6 separate regions of the Mus musculus genome follow, and regions 1, 3, 4, 5 and 6 are each linked to region 2. A link is a contact called in public Hi-C, HiChIP or PLAC-seq and promoter capture Hi-C data. All regions are on one chromosome and are shown on one strand. Each heading gives the region's core, a stretch centred on a gene start, on an enhancer-like site or on the middle of the called end of the contact. The rest is flanking DNA. Distances are from core to core; before and after follow the strand shown. Region 1 overlaps Pax5 (paired box 5). Region 2 holds the start of Grhpr (glyoxylate reductase/hydroxypyruvate reductase). Region 3 holds the start of Dcaf10 (DDB1 and CUL4 associated factor 10). Region 4 holds the start of Trmt10b (tRNA methyltransferase 10B). Region 5 holds the start of Slc25a51 (solute carrier family 25, member 51). Region 6 holds the start of Pax5 (paired box 5).

The links. Promoter capture Hi-C pulls out the DNA fragments that hold promoters and counts their contacts. A called contact is a pair of places that touch in the nucleus more often than the background predicts. HiChIP or PLAC-seq counts read pairs in DNA pulled down with a chosen protein or histone mark. Capture Hi-C pulls out chosen DNA fragments and counts their contacts.
Region 1: a Hi-C map of B cells shows a contact between it and region 2, with 35 read pairs. The contact joins the enhancer-like site here to the promoter of Grhpr in region 2. A contact is called at or near these places in 8 of 39 promoter capture datasets (the C10 cell line, the HPC-7 cell line, cranial neural crest and 4 more), 2 of 15 datasets of contacts at CTCF or cohesin (large pre-B cells and pro-B cells), 10 of 484 Hi-C or Micro-C datasets (B cells, CD4 T cells, the G1E-ER4 cell line and 4 more), 7 of 115 datasets of contacts at active chromatin or transcription factors (the 230-238 cell line, embryonic midbrain, embryonic stem cells and 2 more) and 1 of 9 other capture datasets (embryonic stem cells).
Region 3: a FOXA1 HiChIP or PLAC-seq map of pancreatic cancer cells shows a contact between it and region 2. The contact joins the promoter of Dcaf10 here to the promoter of Grhpr in region 2. A contact is called at or near these places in 2 of 39 promoter capture datasets (the C10 cell line and neural stem cells), 2 of 15 datasets of contacts at CTCF or cohesin (CD8 T cells and the NIH/3T3 cell line), 3 of 484 Hi-C or Micro-C datasets (B cells, embryonic stem cells and erythroblasts), 9 of 115 datasets of contacts at active chromatin or transcription factors (the 230-238 cell line, astrocytes, bone marrow-derived macrophages and 3 more) and 3 of 9 other capture datasets (embryonic stem cells, liver and pancreatic islet).
Region 4: a promoter capture Hi-C map of adipose tissue shows a contact between it and region 2, with 3 times the contacts expected there. The contact joins the promoter of Trmt10b here to the promoter of Grhpr in region 2. A contact is called at or near these places in 3 of 39 promoter capture datasets (the C10 cell line, HPC-7-derived erythroid cells and liver), 4 of 15 datasets of contacts at CTCF or cohesin (CD8 T cells, embryonic stem cells and stem cell-derived epiblast-like cells), 34 of 484 Hi-C or Micro-C datasets (B cells, CD4 T cells, CD8 T cells and 20 more), 6 of 115 datasets of contacts at active chromatin or transcription factors (bone marrow-derived macrophages, embryonic stem cells, hepatocytes and 2 more) and 4 of 9 other capture datasets (adipose tissue, embryonic stem cells, liver and 1 more).
Region 5: a contact with region 2 is called in a promoter capture Hi-C map of liver, with 8 times the contacts expected there. The contact joins the promoter of Slc25a51 here to the promoter of Grhpr in region 2. A contact is called at or near these places in 5 of 39 promoter capture datasets (embryonic stem cells, liver, neutrophils and 1 more), 9 of 484 Hi-C or Micro-C datasets (CD8 T cells, LSK cells, Th1 cells and 4 more), 8 of 115 datasets of contacts at active chromatin or transcription factors (double positive thymocytes, extraembryonic endoderm stem cells, hepatocytes and 5 more) and 1 of 9 other capture datasets (macrophages).
Region 6: a promoter capture Hi-C map of pre-B cells shows a contact between it and region 2, with 4 times the contacts expected there. The contact joins the promoter of Pax5 here to the promoter of Grhpr in region 2. A contact is called at or near these places in 9 of 39 promoter capture datasets (the C10 cell line, embryonic stem cells, epiblast stem cells and 3 more), 1 of 15 datasets of contacts at CTCF or cohesin (large pre-B cells), 14 of 484 Hi-C or Micro-C datasets (the 63-12 cell line, B cells, CD4 T cells and 5 more), 10 of 115 datasets of contacts at active chromatin or transcription factors (the 230-238 cell line, astrocytes, embryonic hindbrain and 4 more) and 4 of 9 other capture datasets (adipose tissue, embryonic stem cells, liver and 1 more).

The regions. Positions count from the first base shown.
Region 1 is chr4:44,670,882-44,673,975 of GRCm38.p6, forward strand. All of the region lies in intron 5 of Pax5 (paired box 5), which reads right to left. Among named protein-coding and RNA genes, the nearest start is that of Gm12462, 8.8 kb to the right of the region's middle. RefSeq lists an enhancer at 1-2,209. Within about 2 kb of position 1,615, at least 42 of the 459 cell types and tissues checked have an H3K27ac peak or open chromatin away from gene starts, as enhancers often do. A contact at or near this core is called in the 230-238 cell line, B cells, centroblasts and 1 more, where this site is marked.
Region 2 is chr4:44,979,761-44,982,945 of GRCm38.p6, forward strand. Grhpr (glyoxylate reductase/hydroxypyruvate reductase) reads left to right here and starts at 1,634. Exons shown (of 9, transcript NM_080289.2): 1 at 1,634-1,774; 2 at 3,119-3,185. The coding sequence starts at 1,692.
Region 3 is chr4:45,340,204-45,343,469 of GRCm38.p6, forward strand. Dcaf10 (DDB1 and CUL4 associated factor 10) reads left to right here and starts at 1,898. Exons shown (of 7, transcript NM_153167.2): 1 at 1,898-2,524. The coding sequence starts at 1,965.
Region 4 is chr4:45,295,903-45,299,095 of GRCm38.p6, forward strand. It overlaps Trmt10b (tRNA methyltransferase 10B), which reads left to right and starts at 1,266. Exons shown (of 9, transcript NM_027266.4): 1 at 1,266-1,293.
Region 5 is chr4:45,407,056-45,410,215 of GRCm38.p6, forward strand. It overlaps Slc25a51 (solute carrier family 25, member 51), which reads right to left and starts at 1,711. Exons shown (of 3, transcript NM_001009949.3): 1 at 1,640-1,711. Gm46852 (a long non-coding RNA gene) reads left to right here and starts at 2,335. Exons shown (of 3, transcript XR_001784277.2): 1 at 2,335-2,422.
Region 6 is chr4:44,709,035-44,712,190 of GRCm38.p6, forward strand. It overlaps Pax5 (paired box 5), which reads right to left and starts at 1,660. Exons shown (of 10, transcript NM_008782.3): 1 at 1,329-1,660. The coding sequence starts at 1,374. RefSeq lists a promoter at 1,892-3,156.

The sequences.
Region 1 (3,094 bases), core at 365-2,864, 310 kb before region 2:
TTCAATTTTACTCCTTAATTAGTCCTCAATAAATTTTTTTAAGTTTAAAGGGGCCCCAAAACCTGAGAACTGCTTGTCATATATCCCTAGGCATCCCTGAACACAAATGCAGGGCACGGGAGCTAGAGTCTGGGGAAATATGGGAGGCCTGGGCTAAGCAGGCATGTAAATAGAGGGAGGTGGGAGGATCATCAGCTCTGGCTCCCACATAGGCAGGCTCTCTCTCTCTCTCTCTCTCTCTCTCTCTCTCTCTCTCTCTCTCTTTCTCTCTCTCTCTCTCTCTCTGAATCAAAGTGAAACTTAGGAACCAGAACTGGGAGGAACTGAAACCTAACCCCCCCACACCCATGGGGCAGGCCCCATGTCTGAGGGAAAGGCCCACGAAGCCCCACAAGAGACCACCTGGCCTCTTCAACCAGGATCCCCTTACAGCTAGTTGGCTGCCTGGGGGGGTCTCAGCTGAATCGATGATGGCTTCAAAAGCTGGATGAGAAAGAAGAGCCAACCAGACTGGGAACTAGACATACAGCCCTTAGCATCTCTGTGGCCCCAACACGTTCTTCGGTGATGCCAAAGCTTCTTGTCCCGGAGTATATAACCCTGTGCTGGACTGCCCACACCTCTGACTTCAAGGGTGCACACACACACACACTTGCACACAAGCAGACACACCCCCTGGCCCCTGCTGAGGCCTGCCACCCATGGTCTTCGGCTAGACAGAACTCCTTTCTCTAGGGTCTGGACTTAGATTCTAGAAGCATTAGGTTCTTGGAGCTTAGAAACTAGCACAGTTTCAGGTGCTAGAGCAAGCTGAGAGCAGTCACCCAGAAACCCAAAGGGTGGTTACCCCCAGAGTCCCAGATCTGACTTCACCCTCAGATGAAATCATGACCCACAGCCAGCCCGCTGCCACCAAGCTCTGAACGTTGAGCAGCAGCAACTGAAGAAGACCTTGGTTCTAGCCTGTACAAGAGAACTCAGGGATGAGGCCATCTAGATGACAGTACAGGACATTCCTCACAGAGCCAGGAATGTCCCAACAAGGGCCACAAAGAAACGGCAGGAGCCACCTGCCTGCCCCCTAAAAGCTACTGTGAGAAGGAGTACCTCCCTACAGCCAAAGTTCCCTGCTTTCCAGGGTTCCATGCTGACCCCGGAAGCATGTGTGGGCTTAGCGAGTTGTGAAGGTCAGATAGCCAGCATTGGACACCTACTCTAAGCCAGCTACGGACAACCCAGACAGGCTGGCTACGCAACTTCTTGGGCAGCCCGTGCCAGAGGGAGAGTTCTGCTGCGTGATGGCAGAGAACACACGGGTCTGGAAGCTCTGAGGAGTGAGAGGAGGGCTAGGGAGAAGCTCAGGTGAGAATCAGCGGGGGAGCCCCTCACGCCACAATAGGGCACCTTACCTAATAAGGTCACAATGGCTCTTAACAGCGATGACCACAGAGGACATCAAGGGTTTTCTGAGGATCCAGGTTTTCTAGGGTTTACCATGTGACCTACTTGGACTCCTTCCAGCCCAGCCTGTTTTCTCACGTGCCAGAACCTCCTAGCTGCTCTCCATGACACAAGCCACAGAAGCCCTGAGACAGACAGCCCTCCAGCCCCAGGCACTCTGATTTTGTCCCCTATCCTGGAGAACAGCGCCTGGTGTGCACCCTGTGCCTGCCTCCATGGGAAACTGAGGCCGTGCTCAGCCCTTTTTTCCTCTATAAAGGAGAGTGGGAAACTGAAGGGAATGGAAGGGTCCTGAAAGAAAAGAAATGTCATGGGGTGGCCCCTGGTTTTGCAACCAACACCTGGGGGCACTGTTGTTCAGCCTAGATGACATGGCCTCCCCAGCTTGCCCTCCTTCCACTCCTTCAGTACCCCCCAGCCCCACCCCAACCCTTGACTGTTATAAACAGGAAATCAGTGGCAGGCAGACCTGTGAGTTTCAGCTTGTACTGTGGCTGGAGCCATCCCACGCCTGAGGCCGCGCCCACCATGACCGTCCCCACATCCTCAAGCCCCCACTGACCATTTATGAAGCCTTTACCCAAACCCCTCAGGGAGCCACTTCCTTTAACCTCACGGTAATCCACTAGGCTCTTGCCACCTGTCCTTTCCAAATGACAAAATACAGGTTCAAAGACCAGATTACTCAAGTTCTCATTACAGCAAGCCCCTACAGGAAGTCCTCAGAGCATTCTAGCCCCGTCTTAAGAATGCCCCAGAACCTGTGGACGCCTCAGCAACCCTGGGTAGCAGGGCTCCCCTGAGATCACAGGCCTGTGAAATCTTGGGGCAAGATCTATAGGCAAAGGCTGCTGCTAACTCCTGACAAAAGGGTCCAGCTTTGTTCATCCCTGTCTCTTCTTTAAAATCTGACAGTTAGCTCCCCGACTCTGTCCATCCTCTGTTCAGAGTGCAGGAAATATGTCCAAGGGAAGGCAGAGAGACCAGAGCCTGTGGCTAGGATGAGTGCTGAGCCTGGTCCTCCCAACCCTTCACACCACAGTCCTCCAGGGGGTTGCTAGGCACAGATGACCTGGGACCTCTGACCAAATGACAGGAGTCGGGGTTGGTAAGAAAGAGAGAGTGAAAAATAAGCAGAGAAAAGAAAGTGTGCCGACTAATACAAAATACACAGAACCAAGAAAACCCAACATGAGAGGCACTCCCAAGTAAAAGGCACCACCAGGGATACAAAAACACCCTAGCAACAGGAACAGTCCTGAGAGGAACCCACAGCCAACTGCCCCAACCTCACTATGGGGTCACACTGAACTTGGCATTATTTTAACAGACTGGCACCTCAGCGTCCTGGCTTTCATTCTGTGCCCTTCCTAAAAAGGCAGCAGTCTGTTTGCAGCATACCTTAGCTGCCTCATCGTGAGTCTCTGGCCCAGCATCGACACGGGGCCTGGATCCTTTGGCTTTCTGAGCTGGTGAAAAGATTCTCACTCCACTGACCTCTTACATTCAAGGCCTTTCAAACTCAGGGGAGGCGGGGAGGGAAGGTCGGGGAGATCTGAATGGGGGCCCTTGAGACCAGCGGAAGAAGGCAGGAGAAGGCCTCGCTGGAGATCAAAGTCCCAGGATGCAGCAG
Region 2 (3,185 bases), core at 384-2,883:
GATTTGCCTTGAGGGAGCGACCCACACGGCCCCTGTTGACATGTGTGTCCAGTGCCCTACTGTCCTTGCCTGTCCTGGGTATGTGGAGAGAGCTGAGCCGAGCCCAGCAGGCCTGGCCTGGGGACACGAAAACACCTTGTGTCAATGTTTGACAAATTTCAGGACCTTTCCTTTCCCCTCAGTGACCTAGCAAACGGGTCAGTAGGGGAGACATTAATGTATTACTTAGGACGGGAAGGGTTGTGCAAAGCCTTGGCCTGGACCCAGATAGGAACAGGAAGTGTGCTAGGTACATGTAATTCCGGCAAGTTCAAGGCCATCTCCTGCTAGCTGGAGGCTGGTGGGGACTATGTGTTTCAAATAAATAAATAAATAAATAAATAAACATCCCAAATGGCCCAGTTGACATCTGTCAACACTGCGTGTGTGTTGTACTAGAGTCCTCATGGGTCCCCATAAAATCAGTGAAGAGTACACTGTGTTGTCCTTGGCGCCCTTCCAGACCAGAGACCAAGTCACTGAGCAGCCCTTGGACTGAAGTGAGGTTGCAGAGCTGAAGGACAGGCCTGGGGCCCTGAGCTAGTCCTAAACCGCCTTCAGGATCTGCATCATTTGCCGTAAAGTCTGGGCTGGCCTTGAACAGTCCTGCCTCTACCTCTTGAATGCCGGATTATAAGCATAATCGCCATGCCTGCCTTAGTCTCTATTATAAGCACAGTACATACTTCATCTCTCAACAAGCCAAGGCAAGCATTACTACAATCCCCATGGGACAGATAAGGAAGACATGGAGGCACACAACGTTTAATAATTGCTCACGGTGGTGAATCGGGCATTTAGCCCCAGGCATCTGGGCATTGCAGCTTGAGCTCTGCCACCCTCAGGCTAAGCACCCCTGTTCAGTAGTGAAAACAACCTTCAAAGGAAATGCTAACCTCACGATGTGCCTGAAGAAACAGGGGTGGGAATGCAGATTAGGGTTAAAGGTCAAACAACTGGAAAGGGTTAAAGCCAAGATCCAGACTCAGTCCCATCTACCTGCAAACCCTGGATCTACCCGTGGCTCAGCATACCTGGTCCCTGCTTGCTCAGGAACTGCTTCCAGACAGTTAGCACTTGTGTCTAGCTCGCCTGGGTGGCCCGTGATGGGCTAAAATATCATCACAATTGTAAAGTCCCAGTAAGGAATCATTCTAAGTATTAAAGCTATAATGTCTGGACTCAGACCCTCTCCCTCAGTCTCCTCCCTCAGCATGCAGGTCAGGCTCGGCTTAGAATTCCGTGTGTTTAACCAGAAGCCTCTGGGATAGTTTGGCTAAGATAGGCCTCACAGGGCTTTCTCCTTTGCCAATACCGACAGCATAGTCAGAGAGGTCTCTCTCACAGGTCCCTCCTCATAATGCCCCTCACTCCAGGCTCCTAGTGGTGTTTGACAGTCTCGAGGCCATGTTACTCTTGAAAGCACACACACCAAAGAAGGCTCTCCAAGTCCTACACTCAACCCACACTAACACAGAGCCTCTATCCGGGACACTTGGTCTCCAAAGCTACAGCCACAGCTATACCAGACCATAGAGGTCCCGGGCTCGGCCCCGCCCCCAGCGCCGGCCCCGCCCCTAACGCCGGCCCCGCCCACACTTCCGTCGTCTCCTGCAAGGCCAGCCTGGTACGTGTTTGCTGCTGCGGGTCTTATGAAACCGGCGCGACTCATGAAGGTGTTCGTCACTGGCCCGTTGCCTGCCGAGGGCAGGGCTGCGCTCGCCCAGGCCGCAGAGTAAGCGCCCGCGTCGGTACGGGGGCTGCAGCCGTGCCCCTGGCACGCTGTCCTGTCCACCTAACCTCAAACACCCCTGCACCCATGGAGACACGCCGCTAGGGCTTCCAGAGCTGTCCCAGGGCTGGGGGCCACCTCTCAAGAGCCGGGTGCCTGGCAGGCAGGCGAAGCGGAGCCAGGACCCGAGAGGGTGGCTCTGGCGCATGGGGACTTTGCTCAGGTGTTGCCAGCTGTGTCCCCAAGGGGCTGGCTTGGAGTTTGGGGCCGTAGTTCTCCGGGAGGCAGCTTGCTCCGGGCCCCAGGCTATTGGTCTCCATGTTTCAGTGAAGTGAGATTGCCTATGGGGCAAGGTGCAGGCTGTGAATTTTACCCACTGAGGGTTAGCTGGCAGGCAGAAGTAGTGTTCAGGGACTATGACAGTCATTGGCTTGCCTCCTTGGATACTCGATGGGGCCATTTGATGACTGTTCTCTTCCTATTGAACCTTGTTTAGTGGGTAGCCTTGCCAGGAGCTGTGAACACAGACTGTGAAGTCAGCTTTAGAATTTCTGCATCACTTGAAAACAGTCTGGATGGGCTTGTTGTACCTTGCCCTGGGGTCACTCAGCTCCAGGTGGCAGGCCTGGCCCTTATGCTTAGTCCTCATCCGCTGCAGGCGGGTCACTTTGTCCTGCCGGCTTTGTGTTACCATGCCAGTTTGGGAGGAGGTGAGAGTGCTCGGCAGTCAGTTTTTGTTTGTTTGTTTCCTGATTTTTTTTTTTCAAGACAGGATTTCTCTGTGTAGCAGCCCTGCCTGTCCGGGAACTGGCTTTGTAGATCAGGCTGCCCTTGAACTTATAGAGATCCGTCTGCCTCTGCGTTTTGAATGCTGGGATTAAATTCTGATGGTTTGGGGACTGTGACTTGTTTCGAAATTTTTTCTAGCACAGTACAGTTTTTCCCAAGGACTTGTTTTGTTGGTACTTTTGGTGCTGAGGAGCAGAGACAGATGGACCTGGGGACCTGCCAGCCACTGTCCAGTGTCTCCTGTGTGCACACACCTGGACTGCTCTGAGTGCAACGGAAGGGTTTGGAGGAGCACCTCACATTTGAGGCTACTAAGGAAGCACACTCAAGTGCTCCCGTGACCAGAGGAGCCTTCAGCTCTTGTCAGTGTTCCCCACTTTGGCAGCACTTCACCCCCTCCTCAACTACACTCCAGACAGTTCTGAGGCTCCCCACGAATGACCTTAACAAAGGCTAGCCTAAGGCCATAGCAGGTGGAAGGCCATGTTTGCTAGCTGTGCATGCTGTAGGACCTCGGAGGCTCCCTGCATCCTTTGAGTGGCTGCCTTTTGCTTCCAGCTGTGAGGTGGAACAGTGGAATTCGGATGACCCCATCCCCAGAAAGGATCTGGAGCAAGGTGTGGTG
Region 3 (3,266 bases), core at 648-3,147, 360 kb after region 2:
TGTACAAACTCTCAAAGGTCCTCTGTCAGTGCTCTTAGCCGCTAAGCCATCTCTCTGGCCCCTAAAGGCAGCATGCCAACAGGAAGAGGCACAGCTGAATTTGAGTGCGATTTTTAGTGCTCTCTCAGGTTTTATTTTTACTGATATTATAGAATCATGGTCTTTTTTTTTTTTAAGTTTGATTTTTATTTATACAAGTACACTGTCGCTGTCTTCAGACACACACCACAAGAGAGCATCAGATCCCATTATAGATGGTTGTGAAGCCACCGTGTGGTTGTTGGGAATTGAACCCTGGTCCTCTGGAAGAGCAGTCAGTGCTCTTAACCTCTGAGCCATCTCTCCAGCCCTAGGGTCATAGTTTTAATGTAATATGCTCTTATTTTAGGTTTCAGTAAAAATATCTGGAATAAATGAATATTCACATATTAAATACAAGCATTTTTAAAACCACATATTACTAACTTACTTATTCTGTGCTATAACCACCATTGCCTTGAGCTTATTCACAATTTAACTTTTTGAGAGTCATTATGACATGAACAGAGAACATGTAAACTTATAAACTCTTGTTTATTCCAATTTTCTTTCCTTAGATTCTCTAAATTGTCAGTGAACATGGTTAGTTTTTTCTTCTTCTTTTCTACGGTACTAGGGGTTGAAGTTAGGGCTTCACACACGTTAGATAAACGTTCCACCGCTGAACCACATCCTCAGCCCAGTGAACAGCTCTTCAATGCCTTTGGGACCTTAGTATGCTTTTCATGGGGAATGCCCTGCACTGTGAAATCTGATTATGTGGAGCCAATTCAGACCGAATGATGATTTCTTGATTTTCTGTCTAAAGTTCAACCATTGAATATCTAAGTCCCTTTCTGCAGACATCTTCCAGGTCTGTCTTCACGGGTTGGCACATCCTCCAGGTTTATATCACAGTCACTAAAACGTAAACTCCCTACAACGCTACAGACCTACAGAATTGGTTGGGGTTTATTTTGTTTTGTTTGTTATCTATCTGCCTTTCCTTTTACCTCGGGCTATCCTTTTTGAGGACTAAACTTCCCTGCACTGGAAACCTCTATTCCCTGTTAATGAGTTCCCTGAAAAGAGGTACTCAGCAGCTGGAGCAGAGAGGAATATCGTCAGGGGCAGCAGGAGCGGAGACAGGGGAATATCATCAGGGGCAGCAGGGGCGGAGACAGGGGAATATCGTCAAGGCCCGGGCAGTGCTTGGCAGATGTAGTATGAGTATGACGGACAGTGGGCTCTGGCTTTGTGGATTTGAATTGATTGATCTCTAGCTCCCCTCATTTACTCCTAGCTGCACGTATGTTCTTTTTGCGGGGAAGAGAAGAAGGCTCTAACCCTGATAAAGATTTCCCTTACTGTGCAGCAACCAAGATTTGGGCAGATATGTATGACATCAATAGATTCCTTTAGTCTAGGCCCTGTACAGTCCAATGCTTTTTAAATTCGACTGCTCTTGAATCTTTATAGAGTTCTAGGCTGAGTAAGTAGGCAGTGTGCCAAGAGCTTTACTGTGTGACCTACATATAATACAGTAATCACCGTCCCCTCCCCCAGCCCCTCTTGCTGCTCCATTTCAGTGTAAGGACAACAGTAGATAATCCGACCCAGTCTGGTAGGACTGGTCCGGCACACAGCCAGCCAGTGCTCCCTGACAGCTGAGGGCCGACTCTCTGCTGGTTGTAGTCGGGTTCTGTGTGCCCTACATTGCACACACAGGGCTCGTGGATCCTGACTTCACAGTCCTCCTAGGTTGTGGCGCACCCGGCGGTGGTGTCCCTGCTTTTACGTCCCCGGCAGAGGGCAGCCTAGCGGCGGCGCGGGTTTCCCAGCCGGCGGCTTTAGGGCGCGACACCCGGAAGTGGCGGCTGGAGCGGGAGCGCTGAGTTGTCGGGCGGCGGGACAGCGGCCCGGAATAGGGGGCGGGGGCGTTGGTCATGTTTCCCTTCGGGCCCCACAGCCCGGGCGGGGACGAGACGGCTGGAGCCGAGGAGCCGCCGCCTCTCGGAGGGCCGGCGGCAGCTTCCAGACCGCCCTCTCCAGCTCCGCGACCGGCGTCTCCGCAGCGAGGAGCTGACGCGGCCTCTCCCCCGCCGGTCGCCGGGAGCCCTCGCCTCCCGGGCGGCCCCGCGGTGTCCCCAGCCGAGCGCGCCGGAGAGTTCGCGGCTCCCGGAGCTCTGGAGTTGTCCGCCGCCACCGCGTCGGCGTCGCAGGCAAAGCTGTCACCCTCCTCCTCGCCGCGCAGACGCTCGAGGCCGGACTGGAGGGCGGGCGGGCGGAGCCGGCAGGGCCTCGGCGCAGGCCTGGGCGGCCCCGGGGCCAGACTGTTCGGGTGGCTGAGAGAGCGAAGCCTCGGTCGCGGGCTGTTCGTGGACCCGGCTCGGGACAATTTCCGCACGATGACTAACCTGTATGGGTCCATCCATCCCGCAGACTCGGTGTACCTCAGCACCCGCACCCACGGTGCTGTCTTCAACCTCGAGTACTCTCCGGACGGGTAAGCTCCTACACCCCAGCGGGCTCCCTCCGCTCAGGCTGGCCGCAGCCGCTGGCCTTCGTGCCCCCCGGTACTTTGTCACCTATGAGCCCTGGCCTGGCCTGTTGGGATAGGCAGGCCCAGTGCTTCCCTTCGGGGTCCTGGAGGCTCGGGGAAAGAGAACTACTTTTAAGCCGTCGCTTCAGGTCAGTCGGAGCCAGTACACAACTAGGGCGTTCTGGTACACCAAAACAAATAGGCTTTAAAGAAATGCTCGTCGTTTTCCTGTGATCCTCAGTTGGCTTTGTTCTGATCTGAATTTATGTGAAAGGTAGAAAACTTGCAGACTCTTTGGACCGTGTGCCAGATCCTGCCACGAAGGAGACAAATGAAGGCTTTAGAAAGACACTAAGACTGCAGAAATCCGCTTCTCAGGGTTTGGGCCATTTTGTGGGATAGACTGCATGCTTAGACTGCTAAGATGATTGCTCTTGGTTTACTTCAAGCCATAGGGAATTTTCAGACTACCCCAGGGAAATTTAGTAGTACTCTGTCTTGTGAGTGCACAAGTTTAACAACAAGTTTAAAATACTGCTTGTGGCTCCACGGTAAGATGACATAATAACATTCTTATCACAATATATCAAGACTACATATATATTAAAACATTATAAAACAACCGGTAAACTATATTAAAAGGAGAAGAAAATAGGCTTGAAGGGGGGGAAGCGACTAAGTTAAATCATAATGATGAGGACTCAGC
Region 4 (3,193 bases), core at 16-2,515, 320 kb after region 2:
ATCCTTGTACTTCTGTTACTCTAGAACCACTCCTGGTACCAACTTCTGTATTAGTCAGGGTTCTCTAGAGTCACAGAAGTTATGGATAGTATCTAGATAGTAAAGGAATTTATTGATGACTTACAGTCGGCAGCCCAATTCCCAACAATTGTTCAGTCGCAGCTGTGAATGGAAGTCCAAGGATCTAGCAGTTACTCAGTCTCACGCAGCAAGCAGGCGAAGGAGCAAGAGCAAGAGCTAGACTCCCTTCTTCCAATGTCCTTATATTGTCTCCAGCAGAAGGTGTAGCCCAGATTAAAGGTGTGTCCCACCACACCTTTAATCCCAGATGAAAGGCGTAGCCCAGATTAAAGGTGTGTTCCTTAAACTCGGAGATTCAATCTTCTGGAATCCATAGCCACTATGGCTCAAGATCTTCAAACCAAGACCCAGATAAGGATCTCCAAGCCTCCAGATAAGGGTCACTGGTGAGCCTTCCAATTCCGGATTGTAGTTCATTCCAAATATTGTCAAGTTGACAACCAGGAATAGCCACTACAGTTGCTCTTGCAGAGAACCTAGGTTTGGTTCCCAGCCCCCACATGACTGCTCATAACTCTCTGTAACTTCAGTTCCGATGGGGGCGGCAGGTTGGAGAGGTGCGGGGGAGTGGGATTCCAATACCCTCTTCTGGTTTTCCCAAGTACCAAGCATGCATGAAATGCACATGTGTATGCAGGCAAAACACCCATACATATGAACAAAAATAAATCTTAAAAAAAGAAAAGTAAAGACAAGACTTGGACTAGTCGCTTCACGCATCTGAGCCTATTTCTGAGTTGATATGTGAAGGGAGATGTTCAAGGTATGTAACTAGCCACTAGACTCTTTGCCTGCTAAGTCTTGTCTGCGCTTTGAACTTGGACAGCCTGGCGGCAGAAGGACCACTGTGTGCTCAGGAAAGGGCTGTGCTAGCTCATAGTCCCTGCTGGTTGAAGGGAAACCCAGGGAATCTTAAGGGCCCCATACTGACCAAAAAGACAAAGTAGGTGGTTTAGAGCTTGGTTTAAAGTCGCCAGAAAGCCACTAGTCACCTGTTTGAGCTATGTAAGGTTTACGAGGACTTGGAATTGCCATCGTCAACTAACAGACAGATAACCCAGAGTATAGAAGCCCAGCCAATCTACTGGTATCATCTAGTGCGTTGTTAGACTGAAAACTACAACTCCCAGAATGCCACTCAAAGCTGATCAGGAACCGGAAGTGGCTTTGGGGCGGGACCAACTGTGTTCTCTTCTGAGCAAGGTGTGTTAGGTAAGCCAAGATCTGGTTCTGAGGGTTGGCTAGAGACTGCGGGGTCCCACCGAGACGCCTAGGCACCCCACAGCCCTGGGGAGTCTGGGTCTTGCCTTTCCTCGGTCGCAGCACGCGAGTCAGTGTGACCCGCGTTCCCTGCAGCCTGGGATCTAAGCAGGTGTTCTGGTGCTGAAGGTGGTTGGGCTCAGAATGAGAAAATGAGAGACCTATGCAAACAGGATGATTGGACACTTAGCGACGGCGTTTGTGCTCATCAGGTGGGACTTGGGCTAGAAAAGGTCTAAGGCGGAGACGGCGGTGTTAACTCCAAGTATTTATTGAGAGTCTGAGTAAACGGAACATTTAATTTTATTGGAACGGTGTGAAAAAATCAGACAAAAAATAAGTAGGTGGTGTTGGATAGTGAAAATATGCCTGATCTGAGGACGTGTGAGACTAAGGGAAGAGCATGTGGGCAGAGATTAACAGTTTATGTAGACATTGGGATATTTAGTATGTTTGGGAAATAGGTAGGTCACAGTTTATGCAGACATCGGGATATTTAGTATGTTTGGGGAATAGGTATACCACAGAGCGTAAAAGAAAATGATGGAGGAGGGGCTACCAGGAAAGATGGCTCTTGCTGAGGATGGGAGTTTAGTTCTCAGCACCCATGTCTGGGCGACTCATGACTGCCTGTAACTTAAGCTCCAGACACCTGTACTGAACTGATGCACACATAGCCACATACATAATTTTTAAAAATAAAATGGCTCTGGTGTGGTGGTGCAAGCCTTTAATTCGGGAGGCAGAGGCGGGCAGATCTCCGTGAGTTCTAGGCCACCCTGGTCTCCAGAGGGAGTTCCAGGATAACCAGGGTACAGAGAAACCTTGTCTCAAAAAACAAACAAACGAATGAATGAATGAATGGATGGATGAATGGTTGGATGGATGAATGTGGGAGGCAGAGACAGGGCAGATTTGTGAGTTGGAGGCCTGCCTGGTCTCCAACCAGTATATAGCAAGTTCAAGGCCAGCTAGGGCTACATAGTGAAACCCTGTCTATAAATAAACAAACAAACAAATAAATATAAATAAATAAATAGAATCCTCTAGAAAAAAGAAAGTTGACAGAAGGGAGAGAGCCCTTAGTGATCTGTGCAGATAGTGTGTAGATTTTGGATTACGGTGAGTGAAATAGAAAATGCTGCTGACTCTGGCCAGAAGAGTGGTGTAATTCTCAAACATTTAGATGCTCTTATATATCTGCTGCTACATACTTGTGAATATATATATTTCACAGATTTATTTTGAGACAGGGTCCCAGGTAGTTTAGACTAACCTCAAAGTCTTTATGTAGCCAAGGATGAACTTGAACTTGAGCCGTGAACTTCTGACCCTCCTGTTTCTTTTTTCGTTGTGCTAGTAGTACCTAAGCTGTCACAGCTGGTTTATGTTATGGGTTTGAGACAAGGGCTTTATGCATGGTAGGCACACGCTCTCCTGAGTTACTTCCCTGGTCCTAGGATGCTCTTTACTGTGTGAGGTTCACTATAAGTTCTTGAAGGATTTGTTTGTAGAGTAGGGAAATGGGAGGACCTGTTTGAGTTACACTCAAAGCAGTTGAAAGTTGGAACCTCATAAAGATGGAATGGATGTCACCACCAAATCCCCAGGATATACCATCACTGTGTCGGTTCATTAGTAACCATTGAGTGACTAAGGCTCAGAAAGAGTGCTTGTTCATTTGAGATGGGGTATAATCACTGTGTCTGCTAGACTGGCCTAGAACTCATAAGCCCCCTGCCTCAGCCTCTCAACTGCTGGGGTTAAAGTTATACCACTATCCCTGCCTTTAGAATAGATATTTTAATTAAGAGGTAAAATACCAAATCTGAGCATAGATAATGTCTTGTGT
Region 5 (3,160 bases), core at 461-2,960, 430 kb after region 2:
TAGCTAAAATGTAATGTTTTGCAAACCTCCCAGATGTCAGACTTAAAGCATTCCTGTCAGCTGCACCCTGCCTACCAGGGTGGTGTGACTAGCGTCTTTTTTTTTTTTTTTTTTTTGGGTTATGAGCTTAACAGCTTTAACAGCTGAGCCATCTCTGCAGCCTGTAACAAGTTTCTTAATGCAGCAACAAGAAGGAAAAACAGTGTGCAGTGTTCTGATAAGAGTTTAGAAGGCTCATCAAGTAAGGAGCTAACTGCCAATCAGCTCAATCGAGAGGTGGGAGAAAAATTCTGGAAAGTTGTCCTCTGACCTCCATTCAAGCGCCTTGGCACATTAGAGCCCCCCAACCTCCCTCCCCAAATATATATATATAAACTTTAAAACATGGCATGTTTTATAACAACACTCAGATCACTAACTTAACTCTGATAAACTGGTTCCTATTTAAATACTTCCAAATGATAATCTTTTGCAACTTACTATAAAATGTATTTACTACGACTGCTCTAGTTTGCTGTAAGGCACCGAACCTAACACAAGGGAGCAAAATCCACTTTGATCCAATAAGGGTCAAACTTCTGTGATGTAAGCACAGTGTAAATTCTAAATACTCAATGTAACTTTCAGCCCACAGGGATATGCAAAAGCCAGATATGACCTTAGTACAAAGGTCTTTGACCAAAAACAGGGCAAAGGGTGACTGTAATTCTTAAAAGACGTGAATTCCCACTAGTCAGCAGGTCTGAGTCAGCATACAAAACCAGGGTCAGGCAGGGTTCAAGTGCTAGTTACAGCAGGATTTTACCACTGCAAATGCAAAGCAACAGCTGTGACAAAAAAACCCATTATCTTAGCTTCTATCTGACAAAGGAGACTAGAGTCAATTCTTGTCAGAAGTGTCATGTCGCCCTAAGAAACGCTAAGGGTGACGACTCTGGTTTCTCATGTGCCCTGGATCCGAGTCTTCAAATCCTTTCAAAGCAAAGGCGCCGGAGATCCATTTTGGTACGGTAACTCCACACACAATTCATTCTGCTCAATAGACAACAGGTAAAAACTGACAACCAGAAGGTGGGCACTAGGACCAGCTGGGCAGCCTGTAGGGGCCAAGACAAAGGTTAAGCTAAAAGTCGTAAACATGGCCGAGGCGCTGCCATCCTCTACCTAAGCTAGCTACAACAATCCGCACAGAAGGGAACAATTGACGCCCGCCCACCCACCCGCCCGCCTTAGACTCTTTCCTGCGTGATGAAACATGGTGCCTCGGAACGAGCATTCTCCAGGCTTCCATCTGCCCACTCGGGGAGGACGGAGAGGCGCTGGGCGGAATGGCCAGCACCACCGGATACCACGGGCCGCCGCGATCCCGCGGGTGGCAGACAAAGGGAACCACGGGCCACCGCGATCCCCCGGGGCCTGCATCTCCCGAGCTGTGGGCGCCTCCCTGCCGGAGCGCGCCGCAGCACCACAGGGCCCTCGGCCGGAGCCGGGCCGCAGCTGCCGGGACCCGGACGCGTGGAGAGCGCAGGACCTGGAGCTCGGCAGCCCGCGACCCTGCTTCAAGCCTCCCTTCTCTCTGGCCCGAAGCTAGGGCAGCACAGCGGCCTCCGCTCCCCACCGCACCCCACCCAGGACTCACCCACGGCCCGGGGCGCAAGCCCGCAGGACGGCTGGCGAGCGAGCCCGCGCCCGCGCAGGCGCAGACTGGTCCGACCCAGGCAGGGGCGGGGCGGGGCGGGGCGGGACGTCGTCGAGCCACGTGACCAGGGCCCTGCCTCGCTCAGGGTCTGGGTAGCGCTATAGCTGCCTTGTACTGCGTCCGGTCCGGTACTGACTCTTGTCGCACCTTTTGCCAGGCTGTGGGGGTGCCGCTAGTCTCCCCGCCCCCCTGACTTAAGCTGAAGTTATACGGTGGCCTCGTTGTTCCACAAAACAGCAAGCGCGTCATTTAGCGTGTAGTCTGTTGAGATCCAGGGCTGTAGATAGCGCGTGCGTGGAGGCGCGAAAGCTTCTGATGAGGCGATCTCAAAGCTTGGTGGAGAGCTCTTTGTCACCGCACTTCACAGGACACCTGAGTTGTACATGAGGTCATACAGCTAGCCTCTTTTTCCTTAGATGCACACACAGTTTGTGGAGTCTTGGAAGGAGAACCCTGCTGTGAGTTAGGAGAGCCGGGTCAGAATTATAGCCGTGACATCCCTTGAGTGACTTTTGGCAAGTTATTCGTCTCTTCCATGAGTGGGTTCCTCCATGTTGTGACATTTGAACAATGGTTCTGATTTGCAGAACCACAGGCGATAAATGTCAGTGGACAGAAAGGACAAAGTCAGCCTTCGTGGGCAGGCTCTTCAGCAGACTCCTGAATGTGCGACCAGCTTGCCTCTTAGGACTGGGATTATCTCACCATTACACACCGTTCCAGGTGGGTGACCCAGCCTGCTTAGTGTTTACAGGTTTCTGAAGCTGTCGGAAACCACGCCTCCTAGGCCACGCCTTCTAGCGTCAGCAAACGGGAGTGTCAATCTTGGTATTTCAAAGCCTCCTTTAAGGAAGTTTGCCTAGAGATCCAGTCAATGAGTTCCTAAGAGGAAAAAAAATTACAAAACATTTCTTTTTTAAAAGAAAATAGATTTATTCTACTGTTAGCACATGTGTATAAGTACCCAGAGAGGCCAGAATAGGGCTTCAGATTTCTTGATCCTGGAATTATTAAAGGCTGTGAACTGTCCCATGTGGGTGCCAGACTCAAGAAGAGTATATGTTCTTTTCTTTTTCTTTTTCTTTTTCTTTTTCTTTTTTTTTCCAGAGCTGAGGACCGAACCCAGGGCCTTGTGCTTGCTAGGCAAGCGCTCTACCACTGAGCTAAGTCCCCAGCCCCTTTTTTTGTTTGTTTGTTTGTTTGGTTTGGTTATTTTCGAGACAGAGTTTCTCTGTATAGCCCTGGCTGTCCTGGAACTCACTCTGTAGACCAGGCTGGCCTCGAACTCAGAAATCCACCTGCCTCTGCCTCCCGAGTGCTGAGATTAAAGGTGTGCGCCACCAACGGCCCGGCACAGTGTATGTTCTTAACTGAGTGACCAAGCAACCTCTCCAGCACCCAACCCTCAAGTCTTAAAATAAGTTCCTGATTTTGGGTTGGGCCACACTGCTAGTGTCCTCT
Region 6 (3,156 bases), core at 410-2,909, 270 kb before region 2:
TTTCCTGCCATTGCTCAGAGTGTTAGTGTACAGGTTGGCCCAAGAGTCTAAGGAGCAAAACAGGATGGCATACCATGTTATGTCTTAGCATAGACAGAGGCCTACTGCCCTGCCACATCTCAAACATAAACATATCCTGCTACCCACTGCATGGGCCTCTGGGAGGCACAGGGGCACTGTGCCAAGAAGGCCTGTGTACATACAGTAACCCCAGCTGAATGACCAGGCTAGGCTCACATACCCACCCACTTGTGCTCTCCTTCATTGGAGCAGCACCCACAGGACAAAGCCTGAGCATACAGTGTGACATATATACACACACAATGTCAGAGGCTAATCTAGGTGACAGCCTAAAGGCAAGGGATTGGAGTGTGTGTGTGTGTGTGTGTGTGTGTGTGTGTGTACACTGTCAAAATGTCATCAGTAGTCCACAGACTGTTCTTACCTACCAAAGTTGTGCTTGCTGTAGGAGACCCTTGTACACAAATGCTAAATGCAACACTACACTAATGAGACAGTGCACACTGCACAGTGAGAGCTTAATTGCCCTGAATTCACATCACTTTTGATTCTATCTCTCAATATTATAAGACTTAGGCCTGGCAGCACATGTGTTGTATACTATACCCCTAGTAGGCCCCAGAGCTATACCAGTGCTAGAGACAAGCACTTTTGTATGTATTGGTATGTACACATTGGGCAGCTGTTGACATCCAAAAATGGAGGGGTCAGAGAACCACCTCTTTCTTACTTCCAAAATCACTTGGGATATAGAGATGACCAGACCTCTTAAGCAGTAGATGTCCAGTGAGTGAGATGCTTATCAAACTATATACACAGAATTTACACAAACACACATCTTGGAGTCTTAAAAAGAACGCACACAAACACTAACTCATAAACACATGCTAATATGCTCAAGGCAAGATACAAGCTAGTAAAGATGCCAACAGGCGTACAAACTCAAACTGAACACCTATTTGGGGTAACACAAACTCCTGCACACATTGATCTCCTCAAGTGAGCACACAGATCCAAACTTGAACATCTCCAGATTAACACCAACACAAGTATCAGAAACAGAATCAAACAAAACCAAAGAAAACAGGCCTCCTTGAAGACACCTTGACGGACTAGTGAAAACCATGTGAACGCACTGTAGAAGGACAGGCCTTTTCCTGAGAAAACTACACACACACACACACACACACACACACACACACACAAACACACACACCTTTCTTCTTGCATGGATATTAGCATGGATACTAGCACTGGGTAGTGTCCCAGAGTAAGCATGGATGAATCCCGTTTCGCGGTGTTCCTACCTGTCCTGATGGTCCGAGGAGTCGGGTAATTTTTCTCTAAATCCATTTCGATATTTCAGGACTTGATGAAATGGACAGCGAGGAAAAGTTTCCACTTTTTTTGGGGTGTCTTTTTTCCTTTTCTTTCTTTTTTCTTTTCTTTTTTCTTTCTTTGTTTTATTTTCTTTTCTCCCTCTTTTTCTTTCTTCCTTTCCTCTTTCTTTCTTTCTTTCTTTCTTTCTTTCTTTCTTTCTTTCTTTCTTTCTTTCTTTCTTTCTTTTTTTTGGTGCTGGGGCCCGCTCACAAGTCGGAATAATTGAAGCCTTCCGCTCCCCCGCCGAGCTGGGGTAGCTGATCACTGAGCTGAAACTAAACGTTTTAGGTGGAAAAAAAGCGTCCGAAGGCACCGTGAAATGATTAAGGAACTAAAGAGCTTCTCGCCATGTGAGATCATGTCCTGTTCTCGCCAACATCACAAGATGTCCCCAGACACGTCGCGCCCCCGGCGCACCGCCCCGCACTGCGGGCCAAGAACCAGGGAAAGGGTGTCAGCTCTGCGGCCTGCCCAGCGTGCCAGACGGGGCGGACCAGGCCTGGCCGAAGGTGTGCAAGAGGCCCAGAGAGCAGCAATGCCGCCTCGGTGCCGCCTTGGACTTTTATAGGGGGTTGGGGGCAGGGAAGGAAAGATTCAGACTGCGCCCGGCCCGGCGTTAGTCGCGCGCCTAGGGGAAGGAGAACCTGAGTCACAGGGTCGTACCCGCTTCCAAACCTGTGTCTGGGGGTCGCGGCCCTGTGCGCTTTTGCTCTACATGTAAACTCTGCTTTGTGAGGGCCAGTAGGCCCATTTTTTTATTTTAAAGAAAGAACAATTCTGCCAAGCAAGTGGTTTTGAACCCTGTACTAGCACAATTGTCAACCACAGGGGATGCTCCAGCATCCTCAGATTCACCCCTAGGGCGGCGCCCGCCCTCGGGGTTCCCAACTACCCCACCCCCAACTCAATTGCAACCTCCATAGGTCTGCTGGGCTCATCTTCCAGGGCAGCTTCAGATCACTACAGTATCTAGGTCCCATTCAGCCACCAGGTCCCAGATCTCCCCTTTAGAACTCGACCCTTTTTACCCCAGAGCCCAGAGGTTCAGCGGAAAGCTGCTGATAAAACCCGGTCCTCTGCTTTTGGAGCACCCGGGCCAAGCAGAACCATCCTAGCAGGCTCGGAGAACAGGCAAAAATTCTGGACACCTTACCCAGGCCCCTAAATGGAATCCCACTGCCCTCGGGCCAAGAGACCTTGTAGCATCCCCGAGTTCCCAGACTTGATTTTCCAGAGAGAAAATCGGTTGCAGAGGAACTAGGTAAAGGTGTGGTGTCCAACCTCGCTCCCTGCCGTCCGAGCTCAAGCCTCCTCTACTCTGCTCCCTCCCCAGTCTGAATTCCAAGCGGCTGGGTTTGGCCGCGAGAAGCCTATAGAGCCCCGTTGCGGGGGTGGTCGCAGGGGAAGGTTCTCCAGGGCGGGTGAGCGCTCTAGGGCCACTGGACAATGGCAGTTTCGGAAAGTGAATCGCTCTCCGAGAGTGTTTGTTTGATTTTTTTTTTTTTGGAGGGGGGTGGTCACGAGGCTGGGCTGCAACCTAGGGGAGAGAGCCTAGAGTTCGAGGATAGGGGGAGGGGTCAGTGGGCACCGGACATCGCAAATTCACTGAGCAGATTTCGCCACAATTGGAAACGTGGCTGTGGATTCCCGGGAGTCCCCCACCCCCACCAAGTAGTCTGCGTAGTCCCCTGTGCCACCCCTCCCTGCAGCCTGTGGGTCCGGGTCTCATCTGCGGTTTGATTTTTGGCGGTCCTG